3 separate regions of the Mus musculus genome follow, and all the other regions are linked to region 1. A link is a contact called in public Hi-C data. All regions are on one chromosome and are shown on one strand. Each heading gives the region's core, a stretch centred on a gene start, on an enhancer-like site or on the middle of the called end of the contact. The rest is flanking DNA. Distances are from core to core; before and after follow the strand shown. Region 1 holds the start of Ces1d (carboxylesterase 1D). Region 2 has its middle 22 kb from the start of Ces1e. Region 3 has its middle 32 kb from the start of Ces1c.

Region 1 (3,015 bases), core at 296-2,795:
ATCAACAGCCAGATGCATACTGTGAATATTCAAGTTGTTGTTACTAGTTATTACAAAGAACGATGAACTTTCTGGTAGACATGTACATACAAAATCTACTTTACGATATTCTGAAAGACCATGGAGAATGGGATAAGATGCTGATATGTGTTCAGCACTTCTAAGAGGTGAAGGAGGGTGAAGCCTGAGGAGAAACGCCTGGGGTAGGCTTTGTCAGCTCGGTGATGGTCCACCGTGAAGTGGGTAGAAACAGATTATCTGGGGTCATATTCCTGCGTCAAGTGGATATACAGCAATGGCACAAATATTATGTAGTTATGTATTTAAAATTGTGTAATATCAGAGTGCAATACGGAACATTTGCTCTGTGCCCAGGCACATTCATTCTCTTTACATAATTTCTCAAAGAGGCCTTGCCAGGAGAGCAGGCAAGATTTCAAAGCACCAAGCATTGACTGTAAAAAGGTGAAAACAGGGTGACATTACAGGCTGGGGGAACTGGAATCCCCAGGGTGTAACTAATGTGGGTCCCATCCCCCACCTTATCTAAGTCTCCTGCCTGGGCCACCCACCTGTCCTGATCTCTAAGATCTAGTCATCAAAAAACCCAAACAAAGTCCTATATCCCCCAAACCTCCCAAAGAACTCCATGTAACCGCCCCCTCCACCCCATGCCACCTCACTCCTCTCTTCTTTTCAGGTGAAACTACAACAATGGCTCTTGCTTGCCCGGTCTCTCCGCTGCCCTGGCCTCCTGACTAACCTCATTGTTTCCTCTTTTACACCATCCCTGTGACCTGTCCCTGCCTTGTGGGAGCTTCAGTGTAACACCATCATCTCAATTGTCTGATTTAAGCACGTTGTAATTTTTATTAATCCATTACGTTTTCAGCCAAACCTTTTGCCTACCTTTTAACCTAACTTACCCTCTGGACCCAGAGCAGAAGCAACCGCTCTTTTTGTCCTCAGTGAAAAAGGCACTCCTGTCATCTCTGCTTTAAAGGTGGGGGTTCCCTAGTCACTGTATCACCCAGGCTTTGCAAACTTTAGGATATCAAGTTGGAGTTATTGATTAGGAGCCAGATATAAGGCTGGCTCCTGAGTTTATGCTTTCCATGTTCTGCTCAGCCTCTCTCTCTCTGACCTGCTTGCAACTTGACAAAGAATCACAGGGAAGCAGCCTGATCCTTCTTCAGCTCTCCTGTGCCTCCTATAGCTGGGTATCCCAGTGTCCATCCTCCTCTCTGTCTCTGTGGGAGTCAAGTTCTTCGGACTTTGATGCACCCCTTCAAGTGCAGAAAGCAAAACTCACCAAGGGACTGGACTATTTTGTCCACAGCATTGCCCATTGTGCCCAGAACAAAGACTGAAAATGTACACACAGACATTTGTAACCCAGAAGAACTTACCCCAAGCTGTGCACGCAGCAAGAGAAAGCCATATCAGAGGGTAGAGGCCCATTGTGGAAGGACAAGGGCTCTGTGGGTCTCTGAGCTATCTGCTGCTTTAGCAATGCTTCTGTTGTGGACCAGGGGACCCGCCTCCTTAAGTCTTGCTCAACCAGCTCAGTTATGTAATCTAAGCTTAAAAAAAAAAAAAAAAAAAAAAAAAAAAAAAACTCTTCCTTCCAAAGAGCTCTCTGGGTGTCAGTTGGGCCCTCCAAGCCACGCCCACTAGGAGTTTACCCACTTTTATCTGAACAGTCAGTGCCCAGTACTCAGATTACAAGTGGCCAGAAACCCATCCAACAGCTTCTTACATAAGCACCTCTCCCTGCAGCACTCTCACCTCAATTCAGTGCACCCTGACCTCTCAAGAGCAGACAGCAGCAGCCAGGTGCCTGCAGGTAGTGGGAAGTGTTGTTCTGGGGTCCTTCTACAAAGCTCTGCTCAGCTGGGATGTGAGGACGGACACATTTCACAGCCTTCCTGGACCTGCATGTCTTAGAATCCATACTCTCGAGTTAGGAAGGGAACTCACACTCTACCAACCTTTAGAGGATTCCTAAATTAAGTTTGTAGTATTCCTGCCAAGTGACCTGGCTGGGCACGGTGCATACTTAGGTTCAAGGAAGTTTACCAGAGAAAGAACCTTTGGACATAATGTTCATGTAGGAAACAAACTCCGCTGGCAACAATCCTTGCTTCTAACCATCCATGCATACACGTACACACTGATTCTTCAAACATTGCCAAAGCGCATGGCCTCCCTTTTCATGGGAGTGTACAACAGCAGGTGGGTCAGTGCATCTATGCAATTGCTGACCCTAGCCTATTCCAGCAGTGTAGCCTCTTCATACTTTCATGTTTGGGTACCTCTTTTCATTCCTCTGGTGTGTATTTTGGTTCTTTCATCTAATCATTTATTTTTAAGTTCTCAGGATGCATTACTAAGTTATTTGTTTGATTTTAGAAATCTTTAATTTCTTTAAGATCAAATCTCTTTGACAGATCCATTTTGGAAAAAAATAGTTGACGTAAAATAGTAGTGAGCTGATAAAATAATAGACATTCTACAGCTCTGGAAGGGTTCAAGTCCATTTGATGCATAATTATATCTTCTTAAAGACATGAGACTGTAGTTACTCATGATATAGAATTTCCTCCCGAAGTACTTCTGTTTTATCTGGGTTCTGTATGTTGTATCTCCATTTTCATTTCATTTAAGGAATTTTTCAACCTTCTCCCTCTTCCCTCTATTTCATCAATGAATGTACTTAAATTCACACAGTGGAAGGAGAGCACAGAATCTCACAAATTGTAGTTGAGTTTCTCACCATGAGCAGCAGGGTACTTTGTGACTGGAGTCATTTGAAACCCCTCAGAGACCTTGATCACTAGAATAAGCTGGCACAGGCAGCATCACTGTTATCTTTACAGCCATACCTGGGCTGAACTGGTGGTGGTATACATCAGGGTGGTATGCACAGGTTTGTTTTGCCCGCTAGGAGGAGTGGAGTTGTGATATGTGGTGCTGGCACAACAGACACAGAGTGTGATGGGGGAGAGGTAGACT
Region 2 (3,015 bases), core at 301-2,800, 54 kb after region 1:
ACCTGAACTAAGCATACCAGAGTGACCATGACACCCAAAATATTACTCAGATTGAAAATACGCAGCTATAAACATCATTACTTTGTTAATTCCTGTACAGTGTCAACAATCAAGATAGGACAATAGGTAGTCTGAGTAAATATTCTTTCAACATTACTGAGTAAGCATTTTCAAACACTGACCATATTGTAACCCGTATTTAATTGCTTTATTAATTCATGCACAGTACATCATCTTTCTCCACCTCTTAAATATAAGCCCCATGAGGATAAGAGTCAATGGTTTATTTCCTAATAGATTTCCTAATAGAATCTAAACCAGGCATACTATAGGTTCTCACTTTTTACATGCCCAGTAAAGAACTCCAGAAAGCTGTGACCATTCTCAAATGTCTAATCGCATTCTTGAGAATTTTAGAATAAAGTACAGCTGAATAGAGGATTACCTTGTCTCTTTACTGCTGCTGCACACTACAAATCTCCACCTAAAGAGACCCAGGCCTATCCCTGCAACTTACATAGGGAGATAGAAGGTGACATTCTTTACAAAGCTCCAGGGCTTTGCAGGCTGTGGTAGAGCAAACCTTAGGGATCCAAGAGGGGGCTTGGCAAAAGAAACTCCCAGGAAGATGGCCACAGGCTGTGCAAACCCTTCTAAGCTAACATACTTGTCCAGAGATTTGCCATGGATGGTGGTCACCATGTGTGGTAAGAACAGACACCCTGCTGGTCAAGATAAAATGAAGACATTTGTGAAGGGAAGGTCCAGACCTGGGTTCTGAAAGATCCTGGCAGAATGTAAAAGGACACAGAAGCCCTGAAATTGGCAAGATAGACGTCAGTGTTAGCAGAACTAGCTTCATTGATTTAGAAAAATAGAGGTGCACAATGCTCTGGCCACTCCTTAAACCTGTGTGTCTGCCATTGTTCTGACCAGGTGTGTGCCCATTGCTGCACCTTCATTAGACTCTTTCCTTGTACCCCTCCCATACCCATTTCTTGAGAATAGACATTGTTTAGATCTGGAAATCCCCTAATCTCCCCCTTCTCCTTTCCCCCCTGAGGGCCTATAAAAACTGGGAACTCTTTCCCCTCGAGGTCGACTCCTCTACCCCTGCGTGGGATATGAGTCATCCCCAGAGCTCTGTCTTTCCCCGAATAAAGCCTCATGTGGTTTGCAACAAGCTCGGTCTGTCGTGAGTTCTTGGGTGTCCGCTATTGTCCTGAGGCCTGAGGAAGGGGCTCCTCTCGGAGTCTTTCAGTTCCATGTGGGTTTTGTCACTTCCCAGGCATGTGGCCTTGAACAAGTCATCTCAGTTCTCTAGACATCAGCTTCTTCTCCTGTAAAATAAAGATAAGGAAAACTGTTCTTCCAAACTGGGATGAGAAGGGGTGAACTCCAATTTGAATTGGAGATATAAAAGTATTCAGATTTTTATACATAGTCACAAAAATAATGTTGGGAATAAACAAGGCCTTTGTCTCCTTCCCAGAAGCCTCTGTAAATATTTATCCATTAAGATCCTGAGGTTTTGACCTACATGTTGGGTGAAGCAATTGATGAGAAGTGTACAGTCTCAGGAGGGCTGACCTAGTAGTGCTTCTCAACCTTCCTAATGCTATGACCGTTTAATACAGTTCCTCATGTTGTGGGGACCCCAAACTATCAAATTATTTTATTGCTATTTCATAACTATATTTTTGTTACTGTTATGAATCATAATTCAAATATCTGATATGCAGGATATGTGATATGCAGGATATCTGATATGCTATCTTGTGAAAGGGTTGTTTGACTTCCTGAAATGGTTCAGACCCACAGATTGAGAACCACTGTTGTAAAGAAAGGACCATGGGCATGCTTGATTGACTTTTGAGAAGGAAGTTATAAACCAGGAGAGATATGGAAAGAATACAGAAGTTGGAAGGAATGACGTCTTTTGTTGGTATTACCAAGGAGGACCTCTGACTTACAGCTGAGGGAAGAGTAATAACAGGAGATGAAAAAGGAGCAGAAATCATGAAGAATAAGATTTAAGTGTAAAAGTCTAGAGATAGCATAACACAGGGCCATTCTGGGAAGGGTGAATGGCATGTGAATATTACTAGGTAAAGTCCAAGGGAAGTAGATAAAAATCTTGGGTTATTGGGTGTGTGTCAGGAAGAATACAGGCTGGAGGACAAGTCTTTATTTAGTGGGCAAATAAGTAAGATAAATAGATATGGGATCAATAATCCAATAAGGTTCTACAATATTCTTCTCCTGACTCTGGACTTTGTCATCCAGAGTGCAAGAGACTGGTCATCAGGTGATGGGGTAAACATTGGCTCCATTCTTGCTCAACAGATAGTTCTGCCTCCTCTCCCTGCAGCTTAACCCCTGTCCTCATTCTAGCTGCTGTGAAACTGGAATGAATGGCCTTGAACCACCTTCAGGAGGCAGGAGGCTATCCATACATTAGCTCATGGCTACTATCGGTAAACCCTGTTTGCTCTCAAAAGCACATTTTGGACATGATCTTAATCCCTAATTCTCCAACACTTTGCAGCAAGCTATCTCATCCAAAATACATGGTCAGAAAGGAAAAGACTAATCTAGATTTCTCTACCAGAAAAATTGCCAATGAAACACCCAAGTATAAAAGGGAGTATAACTTCCAAATCTTTTGCATCAATAAACCAATTCCAAACTGCGTACAGTAAGTCTGATCCTGTTATTGATGTTTAATGAACAATAGGAAAATCAAGGAGGCTTTATGGAAGTTATGCATAGATAGACTCCAATTACACATATTTTCACATGATTTTTTTTTTAACTTCAAGATCATGAGTTTACCACTGGAGTAACCTCATAGTAATTTGGGGAGCATTTTTATAGCAAGAATAGCTAATAACACTATAACTGTGGAAAGTCACATGATAAAGCCTTGTTCATCTTTTTTTAGTAATTAAGGGCAAACTTCATGCCTGCTCTTTTGCTTTTACCTTACCATTCTCACTGGGATAGCTTTCTTGA
Region 3 (3,015 bases), core at 268-2,767, 34 kb before region 1:
TCCCCCAACTCTGCTATACTTGTTCTTATTTGTATTTCTTCAAAGCCATAAAATACTAATTCTCTTGATTGTTGAGCTATTAGACCACTTCCTTTACCTTTCTGACTCCCCTTTTCCTGGCCCCAACATGGTTTATACAGAGCTCAACCAAAATGTAAGAAGCCATACATGACACACTCTATTGTCAGCTAGAACATAACTGTAGAGTCATGGCTCCTCCTACCCAGGACTACCAACAGGCAGAACATATTATACTAACCAGGGCACTGACCCTACCCTAAGGATCATTCCTGGTTATTGTCACTTATGTGAACACCTCTTCCTGGTGTAAGAGATCCTATAGACATAGTAATAGATCCCAAATTTGCTGGGTTTGCAGTTGCTTACTGTTGAACACTACAACCAAATGAAGGGGATCTAGGTTGGTCAACATATGGTTACTGACCTTATCATTCCTCATTACTAACTCCTGTGAAGCCTTATTGGGGGTGAAAGAGGCAAATGCTAGCTGCCCAGAGACATCTCTGGACATCCTTTTTAAGCAGGCCAAAGGGGTCCAGAAGCCTCTTTTTAACCTGGAAGATTACTTTGTTGAGATTGCCTCTGGAAAAAGCATCTCTCTGGGCCTTCTGTAGAATTTCTGCTTCCATGGGGTTGTACTTGATATGACTGAGTCTATGTTGAGGAGCTGGTATAATATGCCTGGTTATGATCTTTCACCATGTCTGCTGGATTAAAACACTGACTTGGTTTTCCTGATTAGAATTAGGTTAGGTTGTCTAGCATCTACCTGGCTCCATTCCCCAAATCCTACAACGATAGCATCCTCCAGCCATTCTTGAAGGCAATTATCAGAGGCTATATGTACCTGTAATAATTTTATTGTTCATCATCACAATCATTAATACTGAACCAAGTGGAGCCAGCATGGTGAATTTCACAGGGTGATTTTTTTTTTCTTATAAGAATTCCTACCCTGGTTCATATATTCATAGATGAATCAAATTTTCATAAAAGAATCTACAAATCTGTATGGACATCAGGATGGTAATTGTACCTTGACAATCATTTGATAGGAGTCACAGAGTGAGAAGGAATAACTGCTGCAGACTGGACTCAGTTGGCCCCTCAACCTGGGACAAATGTGGAGCATTCATGCTATAGGATGCCACGGCTCCAGGAGACTAAGTTTCTCTGAAACATTTTGATTCAGGACCGCATCCAAGGTTTTGGGCCAGCCACACACCTTTTACTAGAGTGGATGTGGCAAATAACAAGAGCTCCTTCCTAGAATTTTATGTTTAAAAAAGGGGGGTGAGTGGTGAGTGGGCATTTATTGAACATGCCCTTTTGTACCTCAAAGTTCATGAATCACTATTTGTTGAACTCTGTCCATTTGAAAAGGTTGCTGATCTCTTGTTTGAAAATTGTACCAATCCATTGAAACTGAGCCCAGTCCACCCATGAGCAGAGATCTCAAGATCTTGTCCTTCAATGGCTGGTGTTGCTCAAAGGGCATGGTATTTCCATGGGTTACCATGCACATGGGATTTGCAGTCCATGTGGACACTGGATCCTCCCAGGATGATCTTGGATGACTCCACTGCCTTGGATGTAGTCTTTTCTTCTTCCTGCCAGATAATCGTGTTGTCCACTCATCAGTTAAAGTCCTTGACTAGTCCTTTTGACATGGCCACAGAGGGGTCAGCATGAGCAACAGTCTTGGCAATGTTGGACTTGCTGGTGGTGGCTGTTCCATAATGTATACACAGGTGGTGTTTCTTCTTCTGGAGCCCTACTGACACCATCCTACCAAGATGCTGGGCTGTAGCCACTCAGCTAGAAGAGTCCAGTGAAGATCCCCTCACTTGTCATTTTAGACCCATATCATGACTAACCACTAATATTTAATCTGATTTGATATCAATGACAGCATTACAAATGATGTTGTTCTAGTATTCCCCTGCCTTCTAGATGCTCTAAGTTGTTTTCAGGACATACAGCCTGCCCTGCTCTCCTTTCCCTAGGAGCAAATCATTTATCCCTTAATGATTTGCTCACTTGTTCACTTGGACTGGCCCCATGAGAGTGGATAATGAAAATGTGGTATATATACACATTGTATATATGGACTGTTCTTCATTTTTGAGAATAAAATTTTGTGTTTACAAAAAGATAGATAAATGGAACTGGAGAACAACAAATGAAGCTAAATAAGGCAGATGCAGAAAGACAATGATCAAAGGTTGAAACATCGTTTATGGTTGGCTTGAGCTTTCAGTACCCATCTTTGAACCATCACACTGTAACTTCACACTACAATATAAGCTACATAAAATTTGAAATAAAATAGCACACTTTAATTCTGCCTCACACCTTTGAAATTGCTTTTTCTTGCTTTCTTGACTCCAGAGAGTTCTCCCACACTGGCACACCCATTAGCTGACTTCTGTTAGTTGATACAGGACATCTACTGACTCAATGCTAATGAGGAGTGGGTTACGTAGTCATTGTCCTGTCTTAATCTTAGAACCCTGGGTGGGTAAGATGAAGTCTTTTCGCTGACCCTGTTTCTCAGCAGCAATAATGATGACTTAGGTCCAGTACTATTTGTTCTATTCATGCAATGGGTTACAGAACTTTACAACTTTTTCCTTTGGCTGCAATAAGCCTTCATCTGGTATCTAAAGATTCCCCCATGTGGGCAGAGTATAGTTCCCTTATGGAAATGGAGTAGTGGTGTGCTTTATGCATTCCTAGAGAAAAATTTATCCCAGTATTGCAACATGTCCACAGACTTATTCATAAGCACCTGGAGGACATCTACAGAGGAGTCTGGAATGGGTGTAAGCCTCTTCTTGGGTCTGTGGTTCTCAATTAATTTTGTATTTTTATTTAGACCACACATTGCCTTTAGCACTTAGAAAACTCTGGTCATTCTCATTTCATTTATGAGAATATCTCTCTGGAAAGGAAAGGTGAGACATGTTCACATCTGCTGTGAAGTAGTGTCTC

What was found. A called contact is a pair of places that touch in the nucleus more often than the background predicts.
Region 2: a contact with region 1 is called in a Hi-C map of liver, with 3 times the contacts expected there. The contact joins the enhancer-like site here to the promoter of Ces1d in region 1. A contact is called at or near these places in 3 of 39 promoter capture datasets (embryonic stem cells and liver), 3 of 484 Hi-C or Micro-C datasets (liver and nephron progenitors), 1 of 115 datasets of contacts at active chromatin or transcription factors (embryonic stem cells) and 3 of 9 other capture datasets (adipose tissue, liver and pancreatic islet).
Region 3: a contact with region 1 is called in a Hi-C map of liver, with 1.6 times the contacts expected there. The contact joins the enhancer-like site here to the promoter of Ces1d in region 1. A contact is called at or near these places in 3 of 39 promoter capture datasets (liver and macrophages), 6 of 484 Hi-C or Micro-C datasets (cranial neural crest, liver and palatal mesenchyme), 1 of 115 datasets of contacts at active chromatin or transcription factors (embryonic stem cells) and 2 of 9 other capture datasets (adipose tissue and pancreatic islet).

The regions. Positions count from the first base shown.
Region 1 is chr8:93,196,259-93,199,273 of GRCm38.p6, forward strand. It overlaps Ces1d (carboxylesterase 1D), which reads right to left and starts at 1,546. Exons shown (of 14, transcript NM_053200.2): 1 at 1,410-1,546. The coding sequence starts at 1,461.
Region 2 is chr8:93,250,406-93,253,420 of GRCm38.p6, forward strand. No RefSeq gene overlaps it. Among named protein-coding and RNA genes, the nearest start is that of Ces1e, 22 kb to the left of the region's middle. Within about 2 kb of position 1,551, at least 4 of the 459 cell types and tissues checked have an H3K27ac peak or open chromatin away from gene starts, as enhancers often do. A contact at or near this core is called in liver, where this site is marked.
Region 3 is chr8:93,162,179-93,165,193 of GRCm38.p6, forward strand. No RefSeq gene overlaps it. Among named protein-coding and RNA genes, the nearest start is that of Ces1c, 32 kb to the left of the region's middle. Within about 2 kb of position 1,518, at least 2 of the 459 cell types and tissues checked have an H3K27ac peak or open chromatin away from gene starts, as enhancers often do. A contact at or near this core is called in liver, where this site is marked.